2 separate regions of the Mus musculus genome follow, and region 1 is linked to region 2. A link is a contact called in public promoter capture Hi-C data. All regions are on one chromosome and are shown on one strand. The core of a region is the stretch at or near the end of the contact, and the rest is flanking DNA. Distances in the headings are between cores, read along the strand shown. Region 1 holds the start of Asphd1 (aspartate beta-hydroxylase domain containing 1). Region 2 holds the start of Ypel3 (yippee like 3).

Region 1 (6,645 bases), core at 1,570-4,069, 170 kb before region 2:
CCTCTCCATTCCTCTACATCCTGTCCTTATCTGGAGAGATGCTCCCCAGAGCACATCTTATCGGACACTCAGGGAGTCCCAGGCTGGGTTGAGAGCCAAGATCAGAGGAGTGGCTCCAATCTGCCCTCTCCCTCACTGAGTTCCAGCTCCTGGTCTCTGGGCCTTCAGTGAGAACCTTAATTAGTACTAACCCTGGACAGCTCTAGCAGGGTGTGCTTTGGGACTGCTTTCTATTCCTCCCCAGTGAAATACTCCCCTGATCCCTAAACTCTGAGGAGAGTCTGACAGCATCTCCCAGACTGCTTCCGCAGTGCCAGCTTTCTCTCAGGGTTTTTGCCTCTGCAGACTCTCTCTCTCTCTCTCTCTCTCTCTCTCTCTCTCTCTCTCTCTCTCTCTCTCTCTGCAGTCTTTGCAGCCTCTGTGCCTTCTCTAGACTCTGGTTGGGGATCAGAGTAGAGTCAGGGATTGAATATCCCTGATTGTGTTCATCTGCCTTTGTCCATATGTCCAAGAACATTTGTGTGTACAGCGCCTGGCATCTCTCCCAGTACCTCCATCTCCCACCCAGGTACCCTGCCTGCTTCTACCGCCTCCGCAGAAATCCACCCAACTTCCCTCAGCTCTTCTTCCCGAATTTTAACCCCTAAGATACAACTAAATGCTCTTCTTATTCATTTCTCTATCTCCTTAAAATTAGGAGTTCAAGGGCTCCGTGTAACAGTCAAAGAGCCTTGGCTTGCCCCTTCCCAGTCAACTGTGCCCCTCCCCTCCCCCACAAGCTCGGAAGACTCAATATCTTCAGAGAAAGAAGGTAGAAGACCCGCGAGAACCTTCCCAGGGCCCACCCCCACATGTCCTTACCCTCAATCCAGGCACAGCTCAGCAGAATTAGGAGCAGCAGCTGGGAAGGCGGCGGGTGCTGGGCCTTGGGAGTCCCCATGGCGACTCACACTAATTTCTCTCCTCTGTGGCTCTTCTGAATAATCTCGCTGTCACTTTCCCTCTGCGTCCTTTTATCTTTTCCTTTAATTTTGCTTTCCTGCTAAGGGTCGGCAAAGGAAGGCAAATTTTCTTCCTTTGGGATGGAGAAGCAGAATTGGCCTAGAGGTTGCTTGGAGTCCGCCCCCTTTTGCTCAATCTTTATCCTTTGCTCTGCGATCTATGGCAAAGGGGGGCGCGGCTCCCGCTGCGGGGGGTGGGGCCGAGAGGGCCGAAGGTTATCCCCTTGTTCGGGAGCTTGGGCCCATCGGGATGGATAGATAGATAGCCGGGGAAAGTGGGAGGGGAAAGGCAGCTTCCGAGGGTCCAGGGTGGGCTTGAGGATCCAGAGGGCCCTTATGAGGTTCAACCGGGGCTTATCTCGGAGAGGAAGAGGGAAAGGGTTGCGGAACCAGGGAAGCTGAAGCTCGGCCACTGGAGCTGCGGGAGGGAGAAGCTGAGAAAGGTGTCAAGCCCACGTCAGATCCTGGGGACGGGTGAAAGGAGGGGCCTGGGATTTATTCTCTGACGAGGGAGGAGGAGGAAGTGCAGATGGAGGAAGGAGGGATGCCGAGCCAGGACTGCACTTCCCGAGGCCCCTAGGGGAGAGGAAGGAAACTCTGGTCCCAGTAGTAATTAGGTTCCCTCCCGGCGCCATTCCAGAACATCTGGTATCTGCACCTGGTCTTCCTAAGGTGTCAAGAGTAGGCACAGCTTGGTTCACGTCTTCCTGGCCTGTCCAGTATGTCCTCTGTCCACACCCGGACCTCCCCGCGGGCCTTCACTATGCCCTTTATGGAAGCTCAGGTGGGATGGGCTCGCCCCTCCCGCAGGAAAATGGGGAGTATCCAGGTTTGTAAGGAGCCTGATGGGTATGTGTTGAGACTCCCTTCTCTAGCAGGCGACCTGACAGAGACCTGCAGCCTAGCGGCTACCACCCGTGATCTACTGGCTCTGCCACTGAGCAAGCGAGTGCCCTTTCAGCACCTGGGCGCGAGGACAGCTCCCGGCCCCGCCTGCACGGGCGGCCTTGAAGCCACTGATTGGCTGAAGCCGCTTTCGCGAACCCGCGTCTTGCTCTGTGCTGGCTCTGGCGTAGCCAAGCCAGGGGAAAGGGGAGTCACAGGCCGACCTCTCCAGGGACCCGCAGGCCCACGGCCGGACTCGCAGTTCCAGAGCACCGGCCTCACGAGCGGGTCAGGGCTCTCGCCCCGCCCCCGAGTCTGCCCTGCCCTTCTTTTCGCATTGCGGGGCGGCTAGAGGTTGGCACTGTGTCCCTGTACCCCACGTGGCGCTCGGTCAGGGCTGGGGGAGGGGGTCTGGAGCGGCAAATCCAGAGAGAAGTCTCCCCCCACCCCCCTTGCAGGGCTGGGCTGCGGCTGCCTCTGGGAGGGGTCCTGGGTAGCTAAACAGAGAGGGTTGCGGGAAGGAGTGACGTCAGGGTGAGTGGGCGCCCAAGAAGGGGTGTGTAGGAGGTCGGGAATCGGAGAGGACAGACCCGACCCTTTCGAGGGAGAAGACAGGTCAAGGAGAGAGGAAAGAGAAAGAGCCGCTATAGAGTGGGGCTGCGGGCCAGGTGGAGTAGGAACCGCTGTTGTCAGGGGAAGCTAGAAGAAAAAGAAGGGGTCGATAAGGAAAGGGGGGCTGGAGTGGAGGGAGGAGAAACCAGCTGAGACTGGGAGACTGAGGGTGGAGAGAGGAAAGGAAGAGGAGACTGCGGGAAGGGGAAAGGAGAGAGGAACCACAGAAGGAAGAGAGAACAAGAGTGATCTCCGAGTGGAGACAAATAGAAAAGGAAGGGGAGAAAGAAAGAGGGAAGTGAGGGGAAGGTTTGTTGGGGGGCCTGTAGGAGGAGTGAACAGGAGTGGGGATGTGGAAGGGAGGGAATCAGGAAGCAGTCATCGAGGGGTCAGGTGGAGAACTGGGGGTACCAGGGAGCTGGGGTCTGCAAGATGCAGCTTGCCACTTAGCCAGGGCCTCTTTGCCTATCATGTTTCCATGGCCACTGCCTCTAGGCTCCTCAGCCCTTACTATGCTCCTCGGAGCCCTCACTTCTCTGTTCCTTTGGTATTGCTACCGACTGGGTTCCCAAGACATGCAGGCCCTGGGGACCGGGAGCCGAGCTGGGGGTGTTAGTGGTATGCCTGATGTATGTTCTCAGACTGGCCCAAGGGGCCTTGGGGATTCTGGAGAAGGACCCAGGGCAGAAGGTCTAGTGAGCAGGCGGCTTCGGGCCTATGCCAGGCGTTACTCCTGGGCTGGGATGGGTAGGGTGAGGCGGGCAGCTCAGGGAGGCTCTGGCCTCACAGGAGGGGCAGGGGTCATGGGCATTCAGCGCCCTGGCTTACTTTTTCTACCAGACCTGCCTTCGTCCCCCTTTGTACCACGTGATGCCCAGAGGCATGACGTGGAGCTCCTACAGAGCAGCTTTCCCGCCATTTTGCGGGACTTCGGGGCTGTGAGCTGGGACTTCTCAGGAACTACTCCTCTGCCTCGGGGCTGGTCCCCACCCCTGGCCCCTGGGTGCTACCAGCTCCTGCTGTACCAAGCAGGCCGATGCCAACCCAGCAACTGCCGGCGGTGCCCAGGAGCCTATCGGGCACTGAGGGGGCTACGGAGCTTCATGAGTGCCAATACCTTCGGCAATGCTGGCTTTTCCGTTCTACTGCCTGGGGCCCGGCTTGAGGGCCGCTGTGGACCCACCAATGCTCGGGTTAGATGCCATCTGGGTGAGTATAGCCTGTCTACAAACCTTCCATCTTTCCTACTTTACTACCTCTTTCTGCACTTTGGTTCTTTTCTCAGAATCTTCCCCAACCAGATCTGAGTTCTGTTTTTATGCATCTATCCAGTCAGTGGTGGCTTACACAGTGTCCCACGCTGACTCTTTGTCTCCAACCACCAGCCACCCTCCCCCCTTTTAACTTAAAAGAAATTCTCACTGAAATGTAAGTGGTCAGTGTTACTTGCCCTGAAGAGGAAATACCCAGAAAATGAATTTTAAATTGTAAAAAGAGACTGCTTGGAGCAGGGCATGGTCTTGCATGCCTGTAATCTCAGCACCTGGGAGACTGAGGCGAGGATCACAAGTCTGAGGCAAGCCTGGGTCTTATTTCTCTTTTATTTAGTCTAGGGAGTATAGTGAGATAATCTACATCTCACTATGTAGTACTGGCCTGGAATCTAAATACAGGCCAGTTGGCCTCAAACTCACTAAGATCTGCCTCCCACTACCTCCTGAGTTCTGGGATCAAAGGTGTGAGCAGTAGGTAGCCTACTTTATTTAGGCTTCTTCGCTGATAAGTAGCAATGTTAGTGGGGTGTTCAATAGCACCAACCTGGCATTTTCTGTTTTCAGACACACCAGAAGAGGGCGTCGGATCTCACTACAGATAATTGTGAGCCACCGTGTGGTTGCTGGGAATTGAACTCAGGACCTCTGGAAAAGCAAGCAGTGCTCTTAGCCGCTGAGCCATCTCCCTAGCCCCCTGAGATTTTCTAATGTTCTAAAGATTGAAAGAAAATTGGGAAAGTAAATATTATGACTTCAGCTTAGCATAAATCTCTGTGTACTGCCAGCTGGGTGGATCTTATGATTTGGGGCATACTACTTTTCCTACCAGACCTGCCTTCACCCCTCTGTGCCATGTGACACCCAGAGGCATGACGTGGAGTTCCTACAGAACAGTTTCCCTGCCAGTTTACAGGACTTGGGGCTTCTCAGGGACCACCCCTCTGCCTCAGGGCTCATCCCAACCCCTGGTCCCTGGGTGAGGGCTTTTTGGCTGCTCCCTGGAGATACCATGCACATGTTGGACTTTTAACCTTCATAAGGTTGGGAACACTACCCAGTCTTAAGGACGACTTTCCGGAATGTCTTACTTACGTCAGAGTCGGCTGTTTTCTCAGCACACTCGACTAAGGTCCTGGGGTCAGACTGGATCCATTAGTTTTGCCTCATGGGAGAGGTGCCCAGTACACAGTAGATTCTGGAACTGAATTGACAGAAAGTCCAGGAGGAGATGGTTTAGGGGAGATTTCTTCCAAATGACAGATATGCTTCCCAAAGCAGGACTTCCACAGAATCTGGCCTGTGAGGCCCATTGAGTGGGCAGGCCCCCTGAACACAGGCAGGAATGGTGGATTCCATTCCCATTCTCTCTTCACAGGCCTGAAGATCCCTCCTGGTTGTGAGTTGGTTGTTGGTGGTGAGCCCCAGTGCTGGGCTGAAGGGCACTGCCTCCTGGTGGACGACTCCTTCCTGCACACAGTGGCTCATAATGGTAATAGGACTCACATTCTGGTGGGTCAGGGGACCAAAGACCTGGAGGGATTCCAGCCAATCTGCTCTCAGCAGCACTGTTTTGGGACTGCACAGCCTTGGGCGAGCCACAGCTCCTCCAATCACCTGTGGGGCATCTGCCTTCTTTACCGGGTGACTGTGCATATGGGCTAGGCCCATAAGCTAGACTATCTGCACCCCTATCCTCTTGCTGTGAAACCTTAGGCATTTATTTAATCATATCATGCCTGTCAGCTGGTATAAAATGTACCCGTTTTGGGCACACAGAGCTACCACTGTAAATGCCAGGTATGGTGAAACTCAGGAGGCTGAGCCAGGAGGATGGTGAGTTTAAGGGCCGGGCTACAGGATGAAACCGTGGCTTAATGAACAAATATGCACCACTGGTGAGGGCCTGGTGCTGACTTTGCTTTCCTCAGTCTATACTATGAATCCTAGCACATGAGTTCTGGTATCAGCTGCTGTCTCCATCCCTGTGTGCCCTAGGATCCCCTGAAGATGGGCCTCGAGTGGTCTTCATTGTGGACCTCTGGCATCCTAATGTGGCTGGGGCAGAACGCCAAGCTCTCGACTTTGTCTTCGCTCCAGACCCTTGAGAGACGCTTCTGGCACCTGAGCTGAGTGATGCTGCACTCACGGACAGCCTGAGTGGTGGTCAGGACCTCTTCTCCACCTCCTCAGCCAGCATTGAATACAAATTCTCAATCCTCTCCTAAGTCCTGATTCTTTCCTTCCCAGTTACCAATCCCAGGCCAGGGCTTGGGACAAGGGGCTCATGTTTCTACCACAAAACAGCCAGGCATAAGCATCTCTCTCTTTTTTTTTTTTTTTTTTTTTTTTCCGAGACAGGGTTTCTCTGTATAGCCCTGGCTGTCCTGAAGCTCATTCTGTAGACTAGGCTGGCCTCGAACTCAGAAATCCTCCTGCCTCTGCCTCCCAAGTGCTGGGATTAAAGGCATGTGCCATCACTGCCCAGCACATCTTTTTTGTTTTTTGTTTTTGTTTTTTTCCGTAGCATCTTCTTAACATAAGCGTCTCAGCATCCCTCACCCGAGAGTCAGCAGCAGACCTTCAGCTCAACTTTATTCCAATAATTTAATAGAAAATTAAAATAATAAATAATATGAAACAGATCACGATAGCAGAGCTGGCACAGGTCCAGGCCAGCCTAGTACAAAGTTAGGGAGGTGGCGGATGGTGGGGCAGGAGGGGCAAAGTACTCTGTTGCAATGGCGGAAAGCAGCTTGGAGTGTGGCTGATAGCACTGTCCTTTCTACACGTGTGTTCAATGTATTAACAAAACAGAAAGGGAATCAGATGGTAAGAGAAAGATGGCAGAACAAGGATGTAGAGGAGGGGCGGTC
Region 2 (7,236 bases), core at 3,963-6,462:
CAGGCTGACCTTTCTGACCCTTGATAGAATGGCTCCTAAACCCAGTCACAAACTCGCCAGCCTGATCCTTAAACCTCGACACAGTGTAACTCCTGTTAGTCCAGGGTCACAGTGTCAGGCCATAGTTAGATTCTGCTGTCTGGGTTGTCCTAGCCCTGAAGGGGCCCCTAACCCTAGCTCTGTCCCAGGAATTCTCTTTTCTAAAAGCTGACTTGGCCGTCCCTCACCTGCCAGCCTTGGTGATGATCATCTCTGTCCCCACAGCGCTGAATTCCTTCCACAGTTCCTGGTTCTCCAAGCTCAGGCTGACCCCAGGAAGCGAGTGAAGGGCCTCTGGGGGTGGCGGTGCTGTCTCGGGGCCCAGAGCAGATGGGAGAAGGGGCAAAGGAGCGGCTGCAGCCAGAGTGTGGGGAGCTGCCTCGATCCCAGAGAGGAAGCAATCCAGTTTAGAAGTATCCAAATCTGGAGATGTGGGAAGAATGAGGATCCAGGGGAGGGCCACATATTCCCAGTTTCCTGCCCCTTACCCAGAGCCAATCCAACCGCTCACCAGGGTAGCGGTAACCCTCTGTCAGGGCAGGTGGGAAGGTGGAGTCTGCCCCAGGCTGGGGGTGTCCCAGACGGTAGCCAGTCCCCAGGGAGGGGTACAACTCTCGTGGATGGTACATGTTGTAGTTTCTTCTGGCCTTGTGTCCCGTTGCTAGAATCCGGGGTCTAAGGGATGCCCCCTTTATAGCTCACAGCACAGCCCCTTCCAAACCAGAGATCACAGCCCCTCCCCTCCTTGGGGCCCTGGAGGTGGGCTGGAATGGAGACCCCTGGGGCCTAGAAGGGGTCCAAGAGGAGGCCGGATACCTGGGTACCCTCCCCTCTCCCTCGCAGCTTCACTAGTCCCGACCCCCTACCCCCTCATTACATAATTAACTCCTCGGTCTGATTGATCCCTAGGGCTAAGACAGGGACGCAGTTTGGCGCTTCCGGCCAGCTGGTCTCCGTTCCCACGGTGGGGGCAGACCGGCTAGGGGGCAGGGGTGGGATCTGGATCCTGGCACCGAGCCTAGGATCCCGGGTTAGACCCTAAAGCCCCAGACTTTCTGGAAGGTGACCCCCTCCCTTTTTTTCACTTGGAGGACTAGCCTTGCGAAGTGAACGCGAGGACAAGTGCAGGGTTGATGTCTGAGCTGATACGCCAGACACTGGGCATCTTCAAGAGACCGAGGCAGAGGACTAAAGCCTAGAGTCCTCCCTGGTTTATAGTCTGAAAAGCCTCCAAGTCTCAAAAGTTGAGGGGCGTGCACAGTTACACATCTATGGTATCTCGTGCAAAAAGCGCAAGGTCTCACGCCGAGAACATTTCAACTACACTTCCCAGTAGGCACCGCGCCAGTCGCACGTAAAGGCCACAGGCAACCTGTGCTGGGATCCCTGGGAATTGTAGTTCAGACTGGGGCGGCAAAGCCAGAGAATTGGTGGTCTTCTCTGACGCTTGCCCCCGAGGAACGAAAGCCAGGACTAACATAGGCAAGATGTCAGGAGCAAGATTAGTTTGGTCTACTGTTCCTACTCCATTCCCCCTGCTGAGGGCTCTGAATGGAACCCATCTATAGGGAAGGAACTTGGATTCCAGGTCCCCTCTCTGTATTCCATGTGAGCCAGGGGCTGTCTCCATTCCATTGTTTTATTATTTACAAATGCTACAGAACGAGAACAGACACGTTGCAGGTAAGAGGGATCCAGTGGGAGAGATTCACAGAAAGGTGGTGCACCAGGGCCATGAGAGCAGCACACAGGCCTTATCTATGGGACAGGCAAGACAGGAAGGGGTTAAAAAATGAGATCCAAGCCAGCCAGATCGCAGGGAGGTGCAGGGGGTGGGGGTACAATCCCCCTCTTTGTCTCCCCCCAAGGTCACAGTGCATGCAATAAAATGTATGTACAGGAGCTGGGTCCTTCCCCTGTGGGGGCCCTGAGGGTCCAGAGCTCCCTTCAGGAGGAGCGAAACCAGTGGCTCCCCCTGGCGGCCAGGCCAGGCTGAAGCCACATGCGGCAGGAGCTAGGTCAGTCCCAGCCGTTGTCTTTGATCATGTGGTTGAGTTCAATGATGTATTTCCCCTCTTTGTACTTCTGGCTGCTCTCAAAGGCTTGCTCCTGGAAGGAGAGAAAGGGCTGCCAGGCACAGACAATACTTTTACCACTAGGCAATGGGGTTTTGGGAATGAATACCATTGGTCTTGGTTTATATATGAAAAACAAAAAACAAAAAACCCTGTGGCCCAGAGAAGCTCAGCTGCCTGCCCAGACACCACTTTTCCTCACTGGGAAGAGAGAGAACTCTGAAGCACGGGTAGTTCTGAAAATCAATGACAGCTCCAACAGGGAGGATTTGGAAGCCCCTACAAGATTTCAAGGTCCAAGGATTACAAACTGGTGGCCTAAGGGCCATTTCAACCTAAGGTAGTTTTGTTTAGATAGCAGAGAGCTTAATATAAACAACTTTAGGAGTTGGGGATGTTTATCTTGTGGGAGGGCCTGGATTCAATACAAGCACCACATTAAAAAAAAAAAAAAAACAATAAAACTTACAACTAAATGATAACTATATATATACTCACTTCATTTTGCCCCAGCCTGCTTTCTCTGCCCTATATCTACCCATTTATAAACCCACAGTATCTGCTTGCTCTTTTTTTGTTTTGTTTTTGCTTTTGTTTTTCGAGACAGGGTTTCTCTGTGCAGTCCTGGCTGTCCTGGAACTCACTCAGTAGACCAGGTTGGCCTTGAACTCAGAAATCCGCCTGCCTCTGCCTCCCAAGTGCTGGGATTAAAGGCGTGTGCCACCACGCCCGGTTCTGCTTGGTCTTATAGACATTTGAAGGATTTTGTTGTACTTTGAGACAGGGTCTACATAGCCCTGGGTGTCCTGGAGCTCACTAGGCTGGCCTAGAACTCAGACATCATCTGCCTCTGCTTCCTCAGTGCTGAGATTAAAGGCGTGCGCCACCACACACTGCTGACATTTGAGTTTTTAACCTCTGGTCTAGGCTACATTTTAGGATTTCAGAGGGGCCAAGCCACCTGTGCAAAGACACACAGGAAATCTGTGGCAGGGTCAGAGGTAAAGTAAGATTAGGACTGTCTTTGCAATGGGGCATCCAGCTTCTAGAAACATGCCAAGTGCCCAATTCCCTATGCTATCCTCAAGTGTATAAGGAATAACTTTGTTACGTGTAATCTGACTCTCACAATGATATTCTGTGCCAGGTAGTGGCTTTATGCTCCCATGCCAGGTAAGGAAATGAGACTTGAGGTTGTGAAATCAGATGCTAGACAGCATCAGAAGTGACAGGAGCTATGCAGAGATCTGGGGACCTAGTTTCCACATTGCTACAGAGTCTTAGTTGTGTGATCTTGGGCAAATGTCCTAGCATCTTCAGACCTCCTTGTCTTCTGGAACAGACTCTGCCACCAGAATAGCTGTAATGATCGAGAGACTATGTGCCATGTGTTCACATGCATGGCAGATAAGCAATTGATAAATGGTGATTCTACATGATGCTAATCATCTAGGACAGGGGTGCAAATCCTTCGAGGGAAGAGAACACCCTCAAAGCCCTGCAATGGACAAACGCCAGTCACTGGGGAAAGAAAGCCAGTTTGTGCTGGGCCACTGGTACTCTGAAAGGCAAAGGCAGATACTTTTAAGGAAGAAGGGATGAGGTTAGGTCAAAGGCCAGCCTAGGGTCAGAGATCTCAAACTCACATATTTCCAGCCCAAAGTGGTCTTGCAGTTCTCACAGTGGATGTCAGCGACAGCATGAAGACCTGTCAGCAGCACCCGCTCTTCTGCTGGCCCGCAGCCCACATTCACTCTGTGGGGACAAAGGGTAGTCCCAGGGAGGGTCTCAGCAGCCCAGAGCCACCCTCTAGCTAGTATGTTAAGTGTCTGGTCTTAGCCTCTAAGAGGAGCCTGATCATGGCTTCCTGTCAGAAACAAGGGACTCTGGGAATATCAGCATACCAGGGAGTCACAGGTCACAACAGAGGTCAGGAAAAGAAAGGAAGGAGATGAATACTCACACAGAGTTGAAGAGGTAGGCACGTCCCTGACTGCCCTGGAAGGACTGGAGGGTAGTGGGGAGACGAGAGGAGGGGGTTAGGGCTATTGGTGGGGAGTTGCCAGGCAGCCCATTGCCATTCTAGACTAAAATGTGACCTGCTTACCTTGGAGATGAGGTCGTCGTGGTTGGCCAGGTGAGCACGGCAGTGGGCACAGCTATACCTCCGGTGACAGTCATCCAAGTAGGCCTGAAACGTCTTGGGCTTTGAAATCCGCACCATGGCGGGGGCCAAGGGCAGTGGCCCCACGCGGGGAGCGGCCCACGGGGAGCAGAGGGAGCCCAGTGCCTGCCAGGAAGGAGAGGTGGACGATCAGGACTAAGGCCACACACATGTAGACAAGCCCAGAACTATGGGGACTCTGTCACACTTGGCTGCTCTCTCCTTTCCCTAGAGCCAGCAGTCTCACCAGGGACCAGAGTCATCTCAGTTTTGACTCACTGAGGAGGCCTCAGGTTGCATCAGCGGGTAAACTGAGGCTAGGAGGAGCTCTAGGTGAGTCACCCACCAGCTTCTGGCCTCACCCCTGCTGAGCTGGCATCTGAACTGGCATCTGAAACGTGAAGAAGGGGCTTCAGAGTGGATGGGCTGCCAGTTTTCAGTTTTGAGGAATGGGGGGGGGGGGCAGAAACTGACTGGTCCTTGGGACCCTAGTTGGACTAGTGATAGGGCAAATGTGGGGTATATGGAGTTCGCTTGGGGAAAGGGTCTCTCACCTGGAGGAGGCAGGCCTCCCCAAAGGAAGAGGGTCCCCTAGAGAGAGGAGGGGTTTTTACCTGCAGGCGCTGAGCCTCATCTCCGCCGAGGGGAATCTTACCTGCATCGCCAAGCCTTACCTGAGACCCCGGGGCTCACCTGGGGCGAGGGGATGGGGGCGTGCGCGGGGGAAGGGGCAGTCCTCGCTTGCGGGGCGGGGGCGCGGGGCAACGCGCAGAGACGTCGGTCCAGGCCTCACCTCGCCTGGGCGCGTGGAGGGCCCGGTCCGCGGGGTGGCCTGGCCTGGGAGTGGGGGGCGCTCCTGATGGGCGCCGTCCCCCCCGGCCCGGTTCACAGCCGCCTCGACTTGTTTACACCGAGACCAGCTGCTGCCGCGGCTGCGGCGGGAGGGGGAGGGGGCCGGCCTCCTGTCCCGGCGGCCTTCGTGGCCAATCGGAGCGCCTCATGCAAATGAGGGGGCGCGTCATACGGCGGCCAGCGCAGGCTGGGCTGCCCTTCCCCCTGCTCCGGGCTCCCGCTAGCCGTCTCGCCCGGAAATGCGGCTACGACTTGCAGCCTAACCCAGAGGCTAACCCGGGCGTGATTGCACCTCTGCTGCTCTGCTATCTCGGGTGCTCAGAGACAAGGATCCTAACCCGGCATGGGGCTAATAAGAGCGTGTTATCTGTATGCAAACCCCTGGGAAATAGTCGTAATTGTCTTCGTTTATCCACAGACCACTGTCTCCATTTGACCAGTTTCCTGAGGCTTGGAGAAGAGATCCTCTCCAGAGATTATCCAGATGGTAAGAGTCAAAGTTGGAATTCACACTTTTCCCAAGCACGTGGAACAGATTGTTAGAAGGGAACTAAAGGTGTCCTTCTATTAGACTCCCAGGAACCAACGCTTTAAAAATCTCTACTGCTGAGCATCATCTGCTCCAGGCATTCTCTGGTATGCCTGACCTCGAGGTTTCTGTAGGTCTGACCCCAGTGAAAATGTCTGTTTAATCGTGTGTCTGGTATACTTAGACTTGTGTTCACTGCAGAGTCCCAGGAACCAGGCAGGCTTGAAAAGTGCTGCACTGGGAATATTTATTAAATGAACTCCAATGTTGGAGATCAGAAAGTGGACAGCAGGTACTGTGGGAGAGCCTGCGAGCTAATCCATGCCTGCCTGCTGCAGTACAGCTCAGCACATAAGGTGCCCAACATCAGTAACATGAGGAAATTCCGTCCCTTGCATATGCCTGGGTCTCTTAATGGTTTCAGGACAACCACTCATCTCTGAATCTCTAGAGTCTAGGTCCAGGACGCTTGGGCTAGCATGCTTTAGAGTGGAGGCCAAGCTGGCACAGGGTGTGGTGCCACTCTGCTGGGTCTGGAATGTAGTGGAACAAGTGGGCCAGCCTACTGACACCCCCAGGCTTTTATTTGCAGGGGTGTCAGTGGGCAGAGTCTCACTTTGTAGCCCTGGCATTATAACTCACAGAAATCCACCTGCCTCTGCCTTCCAAGTACTGAGGTTAAAGCCTAGGCCTAGCTCACCACAGGCTTTCTTGATCTCTCCTAAGATGCTATGTGCACTTGCTTGCAGTAAACTCTGAGCTGCATTCATGGTATGCAAGCCTTCTACCACCAACTTCCATCCCCAGCCGCTAATGCCATCTTTTTAGCCTCCCGAATCGACCCTCCAACCCCTTGTTCCATGAACTATGTTACTGACAAGAAAATATTTATTTTTTAAGAGAAAGACAGGACAGGGCCTCAGGCTGAGGAGGCTGGGTCTCTTCTTCCTGCTTGTCCAGGTAGTGTCTCAGGGCTGTGGGGTAATCGGTCATGACGCCATTGGCTCCCAAGCTGAAGGCCACTTCAAAATCCGATTCTTCATTAAGGCACCAAAATAGCACCTGAACAGAGGAAGAAAACAAGTTAGTTTCCAAACACCAACCCCAAGCTTCCTTTCGCGTCCAGGAGGTGGCAGCCCCTCCTTCTGCACAGACCTCCCAGAACCGGGTGTCCTGGAGCTGATGGTTATCTTTTTTAGAAATTTCCAAATTGGTTATTAAACACAGCTCCTGTCAAAACTTAGGTATAGGATCTTGGAGCCAAGTGTGGCCATGCATGTTTGTAACTCTGCACTTGGGAGGCCATCTGGGCTACACAGAGTAGCAGCCCGCTGGGGTTAGCTAGTAAGCCTCTGCCTCAAAAACAAATACATAAACCATGTAATTACATGAACTTGCAGTTGAACAGTCTCAGAACTCAGGATGCAGAGGTAGGTGGATCTCTGCAAGTTTTAGGCCAGGTCTATATAGTAAGTTTTAGGCCAGCCAGAGTTGACAGTGAAACATTGTCTCAAAACAAACAAGGAATTCAATAAAAACAAAAGTAAAGCTCTTAGTGTGGTGGTACAATGTTTGTT

The links. Capture Hi-C pulls out chosen DNA fragments and counts their contacts.
Region 1: a contact with region 2 is called in a promoter capture Hi-C map of adipose tissue. The contact joins the promoter of Asphd1 here to the promoter of Ypel3 in region 2. A contact is called at or near these places in 3 of 39 promoter capture datasets (embryonic stem cells and neural stem cells), 1 of 484 Hi-C or Micro-C datasets (the G1E-ER4 cell line), 3 of 115 datasets of contacts at active chromatin or transcription factors (embryonic midbrain, embryonic stem cells and pancreatic cancer cells) and 3 of 9 other capture datasets (adipose tissue, liver and pancreatic islet).

The regions. Positions count from the first base shown.
Region 1 is chr7:126,945,333-126,951,977 of GRCm38.p6, reverse strand. It overlaps Asphd1 (aspartate beta-hydroxylase domain containing 1), which reads left to right and starts at 2,819. Exons shown (of 3, transcript NM_001347657.2): 1 at 2,819-3,707; 2 at 5,148-5,261; 3 at 5,768-5,991. The coding sequence starts at 2,849. The coding sequence ends at 5,877. It overlaps Kctd13 (potassium channel tetramerisation domain containing 13), which reads right to left. Exons shown (of 6, transcript NM_172747.2): 6 at 6,369-6,645. It overlaps Sez6l2 (seizure related 6 homolog like 2), which reads right to left and starts at 1,443. Exons shown (of 18, transcript NM_144926.5): 1 at 862-1,443. The coding sequence starts at 940.
Region 2 is chr7:126,774,939-126,782,174 of GRCm38.p6, reverse strand. It overlaps Ypel3 (yippee like 3), which reads right to left and starts at 5,212. Exons shown (of 5, transcript NM_025347.3): 1 at 5,072-5,212; 2 at 4,222-4,404; 3 at 4,078-4,121; 4 at 3,761-3,869; 5 at 1,665-2,148. The coding sequence starts at 4,338. The coding sequence ends at 2,059. Gdpd3 (glycerophosphodiester phosphodiesterase domain containing 3) reads right to left here. Exons shown (of 10, transcript NM_024228.2): 10 at 6,530-6,721. The coding sequence ends at 6,548. It overlaps Tbx6 (T-box 6), which reads right to left and starts at 692. Exons shown (of 8, transcript NM_011538.2): 1 at 551-692; 2 at 228-462. The coding sequence starts at 668.